Linked DNA regions of Triticum aestivum: region 1 is linked to region 2. The links are chromatin contacts, called in public Hi-C maps. All regions are on one chromosome and are shown on one strand. Each heading gives the region's core, a stretch centred on a gene start, on an enhancer-like site or on the middle of the called end of the contact. The rest is flanking DNA. Distances are from core to core; before and after follow the strand shown. Region 1 has its middle 150 kb from the start of LOC100499185. Region 2 holds the start of LOC100499185 (NAC transcription factor 4).

What was found. Hi-C and Micro-C count contacts between places; a contact is called where the count stands out from the background.
Region 1: a Hi-C map of leaf shows a contact between it and region 2, with 5 times the contacts expected there. The contact joins the enhancer-like site here to the promoter of LOC100499185 in region 2. A contact is called at or near these places in 4 of 5 Hi-C or Micro-C datasets (leaf, root and an unstated tissue) and 1 of 1 datasets of contacts at active chromatin or transcription factors (leaf).

Annotation. Positions count from the first base shown.
Region 1 is chr3A:586,951,626-586,958,299 of IWGSC CS RefSeq v2.1, forward strand. No RefSeq gene overlaps it. Among protein-coding and RNA genes, the nearest start is that of LOC100499185, 150 kb to the left of the region's middle. Within about 2 kb of position 2,701, at least 1 of the 8 cell types and tissues checked has an H3K27ac peak or open chromatin away from gene starts, as enhancers often do. A contact at or near this core is called in leaf, where this site is marked.
Region 2 is chr3A:586,800,814-586,808,247 of IWGSC CS RefSeq v2.1, forward strand. LOC100499185 (NAC transcription factor 4) reads right to left here and starts at 2,099. Exons shown (of 3, transcript XM_044485897.1): 1 at 1,676-2,099; 2 at 1,264-1,550; 3 at 554-1,153. The coding sequence starts at 1,910. The coding sequence ends at 731.

The DNA of each region.
Region 1 (6,674 bases), core at 1,451-3,950, 150 kb after region 2:
ACGCGAAGGCTCTATGGCTTGGCATCGAAGAGTTGGAGTGCCTCACGGTGGAGAAAAAGAGCGCCAAGGTCAAGGTGACACCACTAGTGAAGGAGCATGCTCCCATCGTTCGACGGCTCGCCGACATCATCTCTTCATCGTCGGACAGCGATACGACGAGCACACACCTCCCGCCGTGGACGCCTACATGGAGGACTGATACCATCACTCCGATGACCGCAAGGGGAAGATCCCGACGAGCAAATGATGAAGTCTACCACCCTGCTCCGTTGATCTAGTTTATTTTGTACCTAATTTAATCTGCCCGGCGATGAACTATGTCTCGTGAACTCTATCTAACGAACTCTGTCTTTTGGATATATATATATATATATATATATATATATATATATATATATATATATATATATATATATAGGTAAAATAGATGGGGCACCTAGGTGCCTGGGCACCTTGTTAGTTTTGAAAACTATGATATATTAATTTGTTTTCTAATTATTCTTCATGCAAGACTTTCCATACTTACGTTTTATTTTTGGGTCTAATTATTAGGCATGCAACACTTGCCATACAATAAAATATATTAATGTTGATTTTGTTTGAATTGCTGCAGGTATATAATACACGTATTTTTGTTTTCTAACTATTTAATATGGGTATCTAATACCTACCAACGAAATTATATACATATGCATGTATGTATATATTCAGTAATTTATTTTTTGAACTATTACAATTTTTTCCTAATTATCTAAAATGGGTATCATACTTACTAACGAAAGGTTGTATGTACGTGGGTATGTATATGCACAATAATTTATTTGTTGACTAACTACATTTTATTTTTGTTTCCTAACTATCCAATACGGTTATACAATACCTACTGACGAAAATATTGTAACACCCAATCGACGTATATAAGGATATATGAAAAAGGGTAGGAAAATATTGTACATACCCGATCGATGTATATACCCGGTTATGTGAAAAAATGTAGAAAAATGTTATACATCAAATAATATACTTCAACTGAAAATACCCAAGGTGTCTGCACACTTGTATACCCGGCTGCGCGGAAAAAGCTTGGAAAATATTGTACATATCCAGTGGACATGTGTATCTAAAGTAAAATATGACTATGTATATGCCTGACTACGTGACGTATGGGTATTTAATATATATCCAACATATTTCGAGTATAAAAATATACCTAAGATATTTTAGGTTATATATGTATATACCTAGTAATTTATTTAAGTTATTAGATAGTCGGTGAAAAATAAAGGAGCGCACATAAAAAAATATGACATCCATTATACACAAAAAATATCCAGCTACGTGACGTATGAGACATGCATGGACTTAATTTGGGTGGTTATTAAGTGTCCATATTAAGCAATAATTAGCAATAATTCTTTCCAAATAAAAATCTAACACATTTATGAATTAGTGTTAATAGTAATTACACGTGCACACATCTTAGTGTGATCCAACGGTTTCTAGGCAAGGTGCCTAGGCACCTAGGTGTCCCATATATATATATATATATATATATATATATATATATATATATATATATATATAGTTTTGATCCATGTTGCATTTTTTATTTGCGTAGTTGCATGGATTGTATGGATTTGGAAGACAAACGTTTGAGGAGCATGACTTTGAGCAAGGATAAATGAGGGTGATCAATCACTAACCACGCACTTCACCGAGGCGTTCGTGGACTAGGAGCCACATTTGACAATCCTGGTTGTTTTTTAGGGACGTATAGCATCTTGATTGTTAGAGCATCTATAATCGGACACTTCAAATCATTTCTTATATGGCCGCGAATGCGCCCGGTCAATAACTGGACAGTAAAGAGAAGAAAAAAGGTGACCCAACCTGATCCTTCATATCATCCCTATACGTCCAGACTGTCTGCGAACCCCATATCCATCTCAAATGTAGGGAAAATATGAGGGCTCGCGAACGCGCCTGGGCGCGCCCGGCACGTAGGATGCGGTCCCACCCTAGACCACCTGTTCTCTTTCTTTATTTATTCTTTTCTTTCCGTCTCTTCATCTACATTAATCACGTGCAAGTGATCGGACATATGAGAAAGAAACTGAGAAATGTGACTGCGCGGATAGATAACTAGGGGCTTAAAACGGACACGGGCGGTTATTGACCGGGCGCGTTCGCGGACATATGAAAGGTCGAATTAGGGGTACATGGCTGTAGATGCTGTTAATGCTGGCTACGGTGCTGGAGAAAGAGAGGGGGTTGCTTCCACCGCGGCGGCGTTCCCCTTGCACCAAGCGGCTACGGTCAGCAGCGGCTCAGCCCGATCGAGGTACATCCAAGGGAAAGGGAAAGGTGCGCGTGGACACGAGTGACGCAAGTGCGGACGCAATGAAACACAACCACTGGTGGGTTTCTTTTCCGTCCTTGAGCACGAAGACGCCAAGCCCGGCTGCATGTAGGCCTTGACCGGACCAAATCCAACCTACTCTACTACTGTAGCTGGTTCTACTAACCGTACGTGCGCCAGATCCAGCCATATTAACGTCACATCCTTCACAAGTGTTCCGTGACTCTGGTTGGTCAGAGAAGTTTGTCCAACGTGTCGACAAACAGGAGGAGAGGAGGCTGCTGTAGAGTAGAGTGCTCCTATTTTGTTCCGCCGTGCACGAGGTGCATGCATGAACATCCTATATGGCTATGTACCTCGAGTTTGACTGGTGCAGCCCTAGAACAGGGGCGTTGCTCAGGGTATCTTCAAGGCAGGCCCGCCAACTTTTCGCAACCGTTTGGATGATTGGATCACACAGTTTGAACCGCGGAAGCCATCCACGTCGACATCCATGAAGCGGTCCGGACGCGGGTTCTTCCGTAAACTGAAGAAAAACGTGTGTGTGAGTCTAAAACGATTCCATGTCCGCTTCTGATCGCCCTGGCCCATCCAAATCCCTCCCTCCGCGTCCGCGCGCGTTCCCGCCTTGCATCAGCTGCCCGCATTCATGTTGTCGTAGAGCGGACTTCAAAAACTGTTCTTGGATTTAAAAAATGTTCTTAATTTCCAAAAATTGTTCACGAAATTGACATTTTCCCCGAATGTAAAAAAACAAAGTTCATGAATTTCATGTTTCCCCCAATTTACAAATATTTCGAATTTGAAAGAATGTTCTGAATTAAAAAATGTTCCTGGATTAAAAAAAGTTCATGATTTTGAAAATTGTTCCTGTATTTCAAAAAGTACTCACTATTTAAGAAAATGTCATGAATGTGTAAAATGTTTCCAAATTTCAGAGAAATATTCTCAAATTAAAAAGGGCAGTGCTGCGCGCCGGTGCGCCGGCCCAACCGTTCGGCCGGTCGCACGCCAGCCGCCTGATGCAGCGCGCCTTAGCCGTTCGATCTGCATCTTCTTCGATCTCTTCCCGTGATGGCCCCTCTCGTATAGACCTTCTTCCTCCGCCACCCCCTCACCTAGATCTCCTCGCTCCGTCGCCCTGTGCTACCAGATGCCCTCCTCGCCGCCGCCGTCGTCTCCTGTGTTTCTAGCCGGCTCCGTGCGTGCAACAACTTGTGCCCATGGTTGCAGCTCCCCGCGACAACGGTCGCAACTCCCCGTGACAACGGTCGCAACTCCGGTGGCGCCTGGCACAACTCTGTGTGCGCCGGTTGCAGCACCTCCTACGGCGCCTGGCACAACTCTGCGTGCGCCGGTTGCAGCACCTCCGGCAACGAGCTCGCAAAAAAAATTGTACTCTCCCTCGGTTGCCGGTAGCAGCAAAACAAACGGTCGGTTGTAGCAAAATATGGAATTGCTTCCAAACAAATTGAAGCCCACTGGTGCCGCCTGTCATCGCCATTGTAGCAAAAAGGTTAGCCGATTGTAGCTTTTGTGGTTGCCGTTCGCAGCAAAAACAATGTCGTTGTAGCAAAAATAATATTGTCGTCGGCCCGCCGCTGCGTATGGTGGTAGCAAATCATGTCGCCGATGGTAGCAAAAAACTGCATGGTTTGCAGCAAAAAAAACATTGCCCCTCATCGTCGAGGTTGCATCATCTTCGTGAATGATGTAGCAAAAAAATGGTCGAAGTTTTTTGTAATGCCGGTGGAAGCTTTTGTGACACCTCGTCGAAGCTTTTTCCTGTTGGCAGCAGCCAGCCCTAGCATCGTCGTTCACTAGTTGAAGCTTTTTACAATGTTGATTGAAGCTTTTTATGATGCCGGATGTAGCTTTTTGTTGTCGCAATGGCCGGTTCCAGCATCTGTCGTTCCTGGTTGAAGCTTTTTGCCGCATCGGGTGTAGATTTCCAGAACGGCGGTTGCAACATCAAGGGGTGTCCTTTGGTTTGTGACCCCATAGCAGCTCATGGCCATCCCTCGTCGTCGTCCGCCTGGAGCTTGTAAGCCTCCTGTCGTAGTACCGCCGGTGCTCGCCCCCGTCGCATGCGGCCATGGTGAAGGGCGCAACCATGGCGATGCTACGACCCCGTAGGAGAGAGAAGAATGTAACGTGAGGAAGAAGAGAATCGATCGCGAGAGAAGAAAAAAAGGGAACGGTTGGTCATGGACCCAGAAGATTAGTCAACTACTCGAGGTGCGCGGGGCCGGGGATCTGCGTGGATCCAACGCGTGCTGCGTGTCCGGCGGAAGGTTCGGCCGGCGTGCCGTTCCCAAGCGTTTACCAATTAAAAAGTGCTCACAATTTTAAAATATATTTGTGAATTCAAAAATTACTTGTGATTTCAAAAAATAAATCACGAAAACACAAAAAGAATAAACAAAAGAAAAATGCAGAAAACCACCGGTCTCGGAAGGTTCTAGGACCTTACGAAAAGCGGAAGAGGAGCCTTGCTAAATGGACCAGCTCAATTGTAACTAGTGGGCCACTACAGGTGCGTATTGATCACCATGCCTCTACCTACCCAGGAATGACAGATCGTATTCCCCTACCTACGTGTCGAAGAGCCATGAAACGCGCACCCCTTGTTCCTCCCGCGCACGATTTGGGTCGACCCTGGTGCGGGGAGGGGCGCCCCTAATTTTTATTGGATTTCAAAAAAGTTCTAAAACAATAAAACCTGTTTTTGGTCTCAAAAACAGGTCCAAAATTAAAAAATTGTTCAAACATCCAAAAAGAGTTCATGATTTTAAAATATGTTCACTATTTGCATTTTTAATAGAAAATATAAAATGCTCACGGATTCAAAAACATGATCGAGTTTTTGAAAAAGTCACGTATTAAAATAATGATCGTAAAATTTGATAAATATTCATGAATTCAAAAATGTCCATAATTTTGAACAGATGTTTCAGAAATCAAAAAATGTGAACGGATTGATAAAATGTTTGTGTATTGAAAAAACATTCGTGATTTTGCAAAATGTTCATGAATTCAAAGAATTGTCAGATTTAAAAACAAACTACCAAGATACTCGTGAATTGCACGGAGCACCAAGATGCACTTTTTTTATAAAAAAAATCTGTTGTGATTGACCCATGCAGGAGTAATCTCATGTGTAAAAACTAACAACATTTGCAGGTTTACATAACTTAGCACGTACACCGCTGATGCAGATCCTCTCCGACACTGACAGCGTCGTCTGTGTCCCAACAACTCAGATTGAGCGGAGTGGGGAGAAGAGAAAGATGAGAGATAAGGTGATGAGGAGTGGGGCGTGGTGGTGATAGGTGGTTGGACTGAGCAGAGGCATGGAATGGACGACGCCGGCAGCGGGCACCATGTCAAATTATTCGAGAGGCTTTCCCTTTTAATTGCTCAATAATGAGGTTGTGGAAGATAAGGATGAACGAGAGAAGACCTTATATGCAAATGTGGAGAGGTGAGGGTATATTTTTGCAAAATTGCCATAGTATGCTTTCTATCCATTAGATATAGATCACACGGTCCATATTGCAGGATAGCAGCCACACCATCATCACCAACTCGGGTTTTTATAAGAAAAAATAGAGATGTTGGGGAAATAATTAATTATTCACAGGTTAAAAAATGTTCTTGATTTTGAAAAAAGAGTTCTCATATTCAAAAAGTATATGTGATTTAGTTCTTTTTTGAAAACCCATAAAATGTTGGCGGATGCAAAAACTGTACCTAATTGACAAAAAATATCCGTGTATTCAAAAAATGTTTCCAAATTCAAAATAAGTTCAGGACTTAAAAATATTCACTATTTCAAAAATATTTACAAACTTGGAAAATGTTCGCTAAAATGAAAAAGAAATAGATAGAAAGAAGAAAACAACAGGAAAGGGAAAACAAAATAAAGACATAAGAACAAGAAACACTAAAAAGGAAGAAAATAAAAATAAAAAATAGTTTTTTAGAATTCTCACCAAACTTTATTAATGCATAATATTCATAGGTACAAGGGTAATACCGTATAGATTCCAAACCAAACATGGCGTCCTATGTCTAGATTACATGCAAACTTGGTGAAAGTGTGCACTTCAAAATGAAAATTCCTACACTAGAATGTTTTTTTTCGAGAGTACGCAAATTGCGTACCATAGCTTTTTAGAAGAAGAGAATTGTAAGTACAAGACGACTACCACTCGTTGCGAACAACAAGTGTAGCACAACTCTACACCACGCTAGTCCAAAGGACAGCCATCCACAGACAACACAACAACAACACAAAAGAGCCAACCCAAAA
Region 2 (7,434 bases), core at 849-3,348:
ATACAGTTATGGTGAAAACAACTTATTTTCTCTGTACAAGCTACAGCCAACTGAGCCATGCTTGTCATGCTAGTGTCCACTGTCAATTTCATGGCATCTTATGGCTGCTAGCCTGCAAGTGTCGCTAACTCATATGACTCGTGATGCAGACTAACATAGTGCATGATCACGTCCCAACTTTAACCGATAGCTGCGTGGTCGACAACCAGTTGCAGTCTGCCTGTTCATGTATGCACTGAATGTTACCATTATGCTGTTAATATCTGAACCCACTGTAACCAAATTCGGATAAACACCAAATATTCTTTTTTAAATAATTGGAAGAGGTGAAAAATGAAATATCAGCTGTGAAATAATCATATATTACCTCCGTCCCAAATTACCTGTCTTAGATTTTTGTAGATACAGCTAACACTAAAACTGTCTAGATACATCCAAGACAAGTAATACTGGACGGAGGGAATATGTGTTTCAGATTTGTTTCAGATTGATCAAGGGTCAGAAGAATAAGTTTGGTGTTTAGACTTGAGATTATTTTGAGAACAAAATCACATGTTTGTTCAGAATACCAAATTTATAGATCGAAACCAAAGAATAAATACTGCTACAAGCTTACCACCACATCTTCAGAATCATGCCTGGGAAATTTCTACCTCTTTCTAGTTCAACAAAGTAAGTATTTGTCTAATCACTTCTATTTCCAATAATTTACACCATATCTTATTCCATCTCAGAATGGTGGCAAGATTGTTTGCCACATCGGCCTCATCATCTGCGGCGAGCTCATCGGCTGCAGGTAGCCGCTGCCGTTCTGCCCAGGCATCGTTGTTGGGTTCACCATCTGCCCCATGTTCATATAACAAGTCTGCAGGTCGTCCATACTCAGGCCGGTGAACCAGTCGCTGTCCTCCTTCACCGTCACCATCCTCGCCTGCTGCTGCGCCATGTCCATGAAACCATGCTGCTGCAGGCCGGAGGCGCTGTCGATCTCGGAGGAGTCGTGCGTCTGGAAGCTGTCGGACATGGCGTCGGTCGCCAGCGCGTCCATGACCTCCCCGTTCGGCCCGGCCTCCACAGCCATGTCCTGCTCCACCTTGAGCTTCTCCCAGTTGTTCTTCTTGTTGTACAGCCGGCACAGCACCCATTCGTCCAGCTGTAATAGCCGCACATCACAGAGAGAGAAGGATCAGTATTCAGTATCGATTGATTGATCAGTATTGTTGGTGAGCAAAGTGCAAACTGAAAGGAAGACGCTGGGGTTACCTTGAGGGATCCCTTCTTGCCGGGTGCGCGGTCGGCTTCGGCGATGCGGTACTCGTGCATGATCCAGTCGGTCTTGACGCCCCTGGGCGCCCTGCCGGAGTAGAAGACGAGCGCTTTCTTGATGCCGACCGTCCTGCCGCCGCTCTCCCTGGGCGCCACCGGCTTGTCGGCGCCCGTGGCCTTCCAGTAGCCGGTGCCGGCGGAGCGGTTGGGGCGCGAGCCGTTGGGGTACTTGCGGTCGCGCGGCGTGAAGAAGTACCACTCCCTGCTCCCGAACAGCGCCCTCTCTGCACGAACGCCAAGGTCAGCACAGCACACACTGAAGGAGCAAGAACGAGGAAGCCAAGAAGGAGGAAGGAGGAGAGGAAAAAACAGGGGAGGGGAGGGGAGAGAGGAGGAAGAGAAGGCGCACCGGGCAGATCCCAGGGGTTGAACTTGTAGAGATCGACCTCGGCGATGATGGGCACGGGCTGCGGCTGGCCGGCCACCTTCCTGCAGAGGTAGTGCACGACGAGCTCGTCGTCCGTGGGGTGGAACCGGAAGCCCGGCGGCAGGTTGAGCTCCGCCTCCGCGTCCCTCCGCCCGCTGCTCCCCTCCGCCCCCGCCGCCGCCCCCGTCGGCTCAGCCTTCACCATTGCCGTCATCATCCTCCTCCTCCTCGCGTTCGCTCGCTCGCTCGCTCGCTCCACCACCTTGGAGAAAAGCCCAGCCCTCGCGCGGTGGTGCCGCGGTGTTGGAAGGGAAGAGAAAGGCGGCTGGTTGTGATACCGCCTCCTGGGACCTGGAGCCCTTCTCTTTAGTCGATGGCTCGTTTCCTTGGCGACCAAGTACGTTTGTAGGGCGGGGCGCCCGGGGCGGCTATATACGGGCCCCCGCCCGCGCCACGTGGGCCGCGGCGGGCCCGCGCGTGCCCCCGAGCTGCTCGTGGCGTGGGCTTGGATGAGGACGGCCGGCCGTGCGCTGCTGCGCGGAAGTTTCCCGCGGCGACAAGAGTTTGACCCCTCCCGACGGCTGCGCTGAAAGGGACGGAAGGGTCAAAAGCGCGCGGGAGGGATTTTCCGGCGGGAAAATATATCCCCGCGACCAGCCTCGGCGGCCCGTCGAATGGCCGCGCGTCTAGGTGCGTCGGCAGGCGCGGGCTGGTCCTCCGTGTTCTCGACCTCTCATCTGCTGCATTGCACCACGTGCGAGTTGCGGCGGCCATGCACTACTATGTCGTGATACGTGGAGGAAGGTATGAGGACATGAGGTTACGACCCGCGCATGCGCATGGCATGCCTGCATGCGTGAAGGTTTTCTTTCCATCGCGCCTTGGATTTTTCTCCGGGGAAAACTTTTAAAAGTTGAGGGATCACGCTAAGCTAGAATGCTACGTGACCCTTCAAAGATGCCATTGTTTAGTTTCGGCCTATAAACGTGGATACATGACCACGTCAAGTCCTACTCTCTGTGTATAGAAGAAAATAAACGTGGATGCAATTTTTTTCTAAAAATTAAGACATTAATCCAGGCGGTCTATATTAATGTCTATATTAAACTATATTGAAACGAGTAACACATACACTAAAGCATGTCTATGTACATTTAATTCAGAAAAAAAGTTACAACATCTTATATTCATGAACGAAGGAAGTACATATGTCATTTTTTTCTTTTTTTTTGCGGGAAAAACTTTCAATCTATTTATCTTCAATCATGGTAATACAACGAACACTAGAAATAATAAAAATTACATCAAGGTCCGTAGACCACCTAGCGACGACTACAAGCACTGAAGCGAGCTGAAGGCGCGCCGCTGTCATCGCCCCTCCCTTGCCGGAGCCGGGCAGACGTTGTTGTAGTAGACAGTCGGGAAGTCGTCATGCTAAGACCCCATAGAACCAACGCACCAGAACAGCAAACCGCCGCAGATGAAGAGTGTAGATCAAAGGATCCACCCTAAAGATACACGAACGAAGACGAACGACGAACAGATCCGAGCAAATATATCCACCAAAGATAGATCTGCCGGAGACACACCTCCATAGGCCCATCAATGATGCTAGACAACTCACCGGAACGGAGGCTAGGCGGGGAGACCTTTATTCTATCTTCAGGGAGCCGCAGCCGTCTCGCTTTCATGAATAGGACGCAAACCCTAATAAAACTCAAAAAAAGATCTAAAAACGGAGCCCTCTCACCGGCAAAGGCCGAGATCCACTCCATCTCCATGGCCTAAGGCCACCGGAGACGGGGCGGACCGGCGCCGGCGCCGGCGGGAGGCAGAGAACCCTAACTTTTTGAAGGCGGCGGCTGGCTAGGAAGACCGTGGCTCAATCCTGGACCACTTTTTATTTCTGCGAAAGGAAATAATTCACAACTAAATGGGAAGTACATATGACATTTCAATTGCGTCCAACATGGATTATCACCGTCCTACGGGCCAACATAGTTAATTCCCATGTCGGCCACGGAAGGATATGCTTGAAACATTATCTATCTTCACAATTCATAATTCTCAAGTCGATCCACAGAACAGAAGGATATGCTTGAAACATTATCTATCTTCACAGTTCAAAATTCTCATGCCGATCCACAGAAGAACAGAAGGATATGCTTGGAACATCACAACATTTAAACAATTCAAGTTCCCCAAAAAGGAAATTTTAAACAATTCGAGAGGATAATGCTCAAGCTTGGCCTGTTCATACCGAAGCATACCACATACTCCTACCTAGTACCGCCATCTGTTTACCTAGTCAGGGACACCTAGAGAGACAGAGTAGGTCTATCTCCTCTTGTCTGTATAGTACAGTAAAATAAAGAAATCTGGCCCAATCTGCACGTGCCTCCCTCCTCCTGGATGGCCACCTACGTGCACTGAACCTGAACCTCACCCGGGCGCGCCTCCAGCCGCGACGGCGGGGGTGGGGTGGCGAGCAAATCCTCGACCCGGGCCACCCGGCGGAGGTGCGGTTGGTCGGCCAGCCGTATGGCAGATAAAAGAAAAAGGATAGCGCCTTGTCGGCGGCCGAGGTTTCTCATTCCCCCGGCGGTGGACTATGGTATGAAATTCCAGCCGAAAAGGACGGACGGGCGGGCAGTTCCGGGGAAAGCGATGGACTTTTTGTCGTGGTGACAGTGAGCTTACGTTTTCCCATGGGCCAAAACTGGATTGGGCTGGGGATTTTCTTCAGTTTAATTTACAAGATTGCTGTGTTGATTCGCTGTCAGGTTACCGCTCTTGGTATCGCACAGCTGGTGACTGCCGGGATTAGCTGTGATCCGGTGAGTGGCATGTCGCGTTGCATACATCACTGGCCGCGTCTCGGCTATCGGAATGACGGGGAGCACTCGAGATATTATTATCCGCCGATACTTTGGTGGGCCCTTGATGGATTTCTGTGGAAGCTTTGTTTCTGTCCTGTTCCGTAAACTATTGCGGAGATTGAAATTAAGACATGTGGGAGGAGGTGTGTGGGCAAGTTAACTGCAATTGGGCATCGCAGTTGATTTTACATGTGGTGTGCTTTTAGAAAATGAAAACTAAGTTACCACCAGCTTGCCAAACAGGGGAGTATCCAAACTCCACACCACAGCCAGCAGTGTCGACGTTGGGGCTATGGAGCCAGTCCTGTCAGCGCCTCAGGCAGCGCCATAGATGATCAGGAAGCAGCGACAACAGGCGAAGACCCCGTTCATCGTCCGACAAGCAGACGAAGGGCGGCAGAGTTCAAATCATCTCGTGGGCCTGCGGCACGGCCCACTCGAGTGAAGACGAAGCCCATCTGGAACGTCGGCCCGGAATGGACGTCCTAGTTTAAATACCCCTTGTAACGTTTGAATCGAGTTGGCTTGGATCGGACGGCGGCTTCGGCCGATTGTAACTAGCTGTAGCAGTGAGGGAGGTTGGGAGGATAAACACGCTACCGAATTTCCCCATTTCGCCATGAACTCTAGTTTCCTCTCATAGATCGATCGCGACCCTTACACTTGGTATCAGATTCGGCGGTCCTGGCGCTTCCCCAACATCACCACGAGACGCGGTGCACCAGTTCAGCCACGCGCCATGGAGCCACCTCGTGTAAATACAGCTCCTCCTCGTTATGTGTCAACACCTCCGGGTCACTTCTCCAACCCCCTGGAAAACCTCATCGCGGCATCGGCTCGTTTGGCGGCTCTCCCAATGGAAGGCGACTCGCCAGCAGCAATTGAAACCCGAAGGGTGAGAGAACTGTTGGGGAACGTAGCCGAAATTCAAAATTTTCTACGCATCACCAAGATCAATCTATGGAGAAGTCTACCAACGAGGGAAGGAGAGTGCATCTACATACCCTTGTAGATCGCTACGCGGAAGCGTTCAAGAGAACGGGGTTGATGGAGTCGTACTCGTCGTGATCCAAATCACCGATGATCCTAGTGCCGAACGGACGGTACCTCCGTGTTCAACACACGTACAGCCCGGTGACGTCTCACATGCCTTGATCCAGCAAGGAGAGAGGGAGAGGTTGAGGAAGACTCCATCCAGCAGCAGCACAATGGCGTGGTGGTGGTGGAGGAGCGTGGCACTCTAGCAGGGCTTCGCCAAGCACTGCAAGAGACGAGGAGGGAGAGGGGTAGGGCTGCGCCAAGAAGGAGAGGAACTCGTGTGTGTTGGGCAGCCCAAACCTCAAGTATATATAGGGGAAGGGGAGGGGCTGCGCCCCCACCTAGGGTTCCCTCCCTAGGGGTGGCGGCAGCCCCCAGATCCCATCTGGGTGGCGGCCACAAGGGGGAGAGGGGGAGGCGCACCTGGGGTGGGCCTTGGGGCCCATCTGCCCTAGGGTTTGCCCCCTTTCCCTCTTGGAGGCGCCTTGGGCCTTGGTGGGAGGTGCCCCAGCCCACCTAGGGGCTGGTCCCTTCCCACTATTGGCCCATGTAGGCCTCCGGGGCTGGTGGCCCCACTTGGTGGACCCCTGAGACCCTCCCGGTGGTCCCGGTACGTTACCGATGAACCCCGAAAGTTTTCCGGTGACCAAAATAGGACTTCCCATATATAAATCTTTACCTTCGGACCATTCCGGAACTCCTCGTGATGTCCGAGATCTCATCCGGGACTCCGAACAACATTCGGTAACCACGTATATCTATTCCCTATAACCCTAGCGTCATCGAACCTTAAGTGTGTAGACCCTACGTGTTCGGGAAACATGCAGACATGACCGAGACACCTCTTCGGTCAATAACCAACAGCGGGATCTGGATACCCATGTTGGTTCCCACATGTTCCACGATGATCTCATCGGATGAACCACGATGTCGAGGATTCGATCAATCCCGTATACAATTCCCTTTGTCTAGCGGTATTGTACTTGCCCGAGATTCGATCGTCGGTATCCCAATACCTTGTTCAATCTCGTTACCGGCAAGTCTCTTTACTCGTTCCATAACACATCATCCCGTGATCAACTCCTTGATCACATTGTGCACATTATGATGATGTCCTACCGAGTGGGCCCAGAGATACCTCTCCGTCACACGGAGTGACAAATCCCAGTCTCGATTCGTGCCAACCCAACAGACACTTTCGGAGATACCTGTAGTGTACCTTTATAGCCACCCAGTTACGTTGTGACGTTTGGCACACCCAAAGTATTCCTACGGTATCCGGAAGTTGCACAATCTCATGGTCTAAGGAAATGATACTTGACATTAGAAAAGCTTTAGCATGCGAACTACATGATCTTGTGCTATGCTTAGGATTGGGTCTTGTCCATCACATCATTCTCCTAATGATGTGATCCCGTTATCAATGACATCCAATGTCCATGGTCAGGAAACCGTAACCATCCATTGATCAACGAGCTAGTCAACTAGAGGCTTACTAGGGACATGGTGTTGTCTATGTATCCACACATGTATCTGAGTTTCCTATCAATACAATTCTAGCATGGATAATAAAAGATTATCATGAACAAGGAAATATAATAATAACTAATTTATTATTGCCTCTAGGGCATATTTCCAACAGTCTCCCACTTGCACTAGAGTCAATAATCCAGTTCACATCGATATGTGATTAACACTCAAGGTCACATCCCCATGTGACTAACACCCAAAGAGTTCTGGGTTTGATCATGTTATGCTTGTGAGAGAGGTTTCAGTCAATGGGTCTGCAACATTCAGATCCGTATGTACTTCGCAAATCTCTAT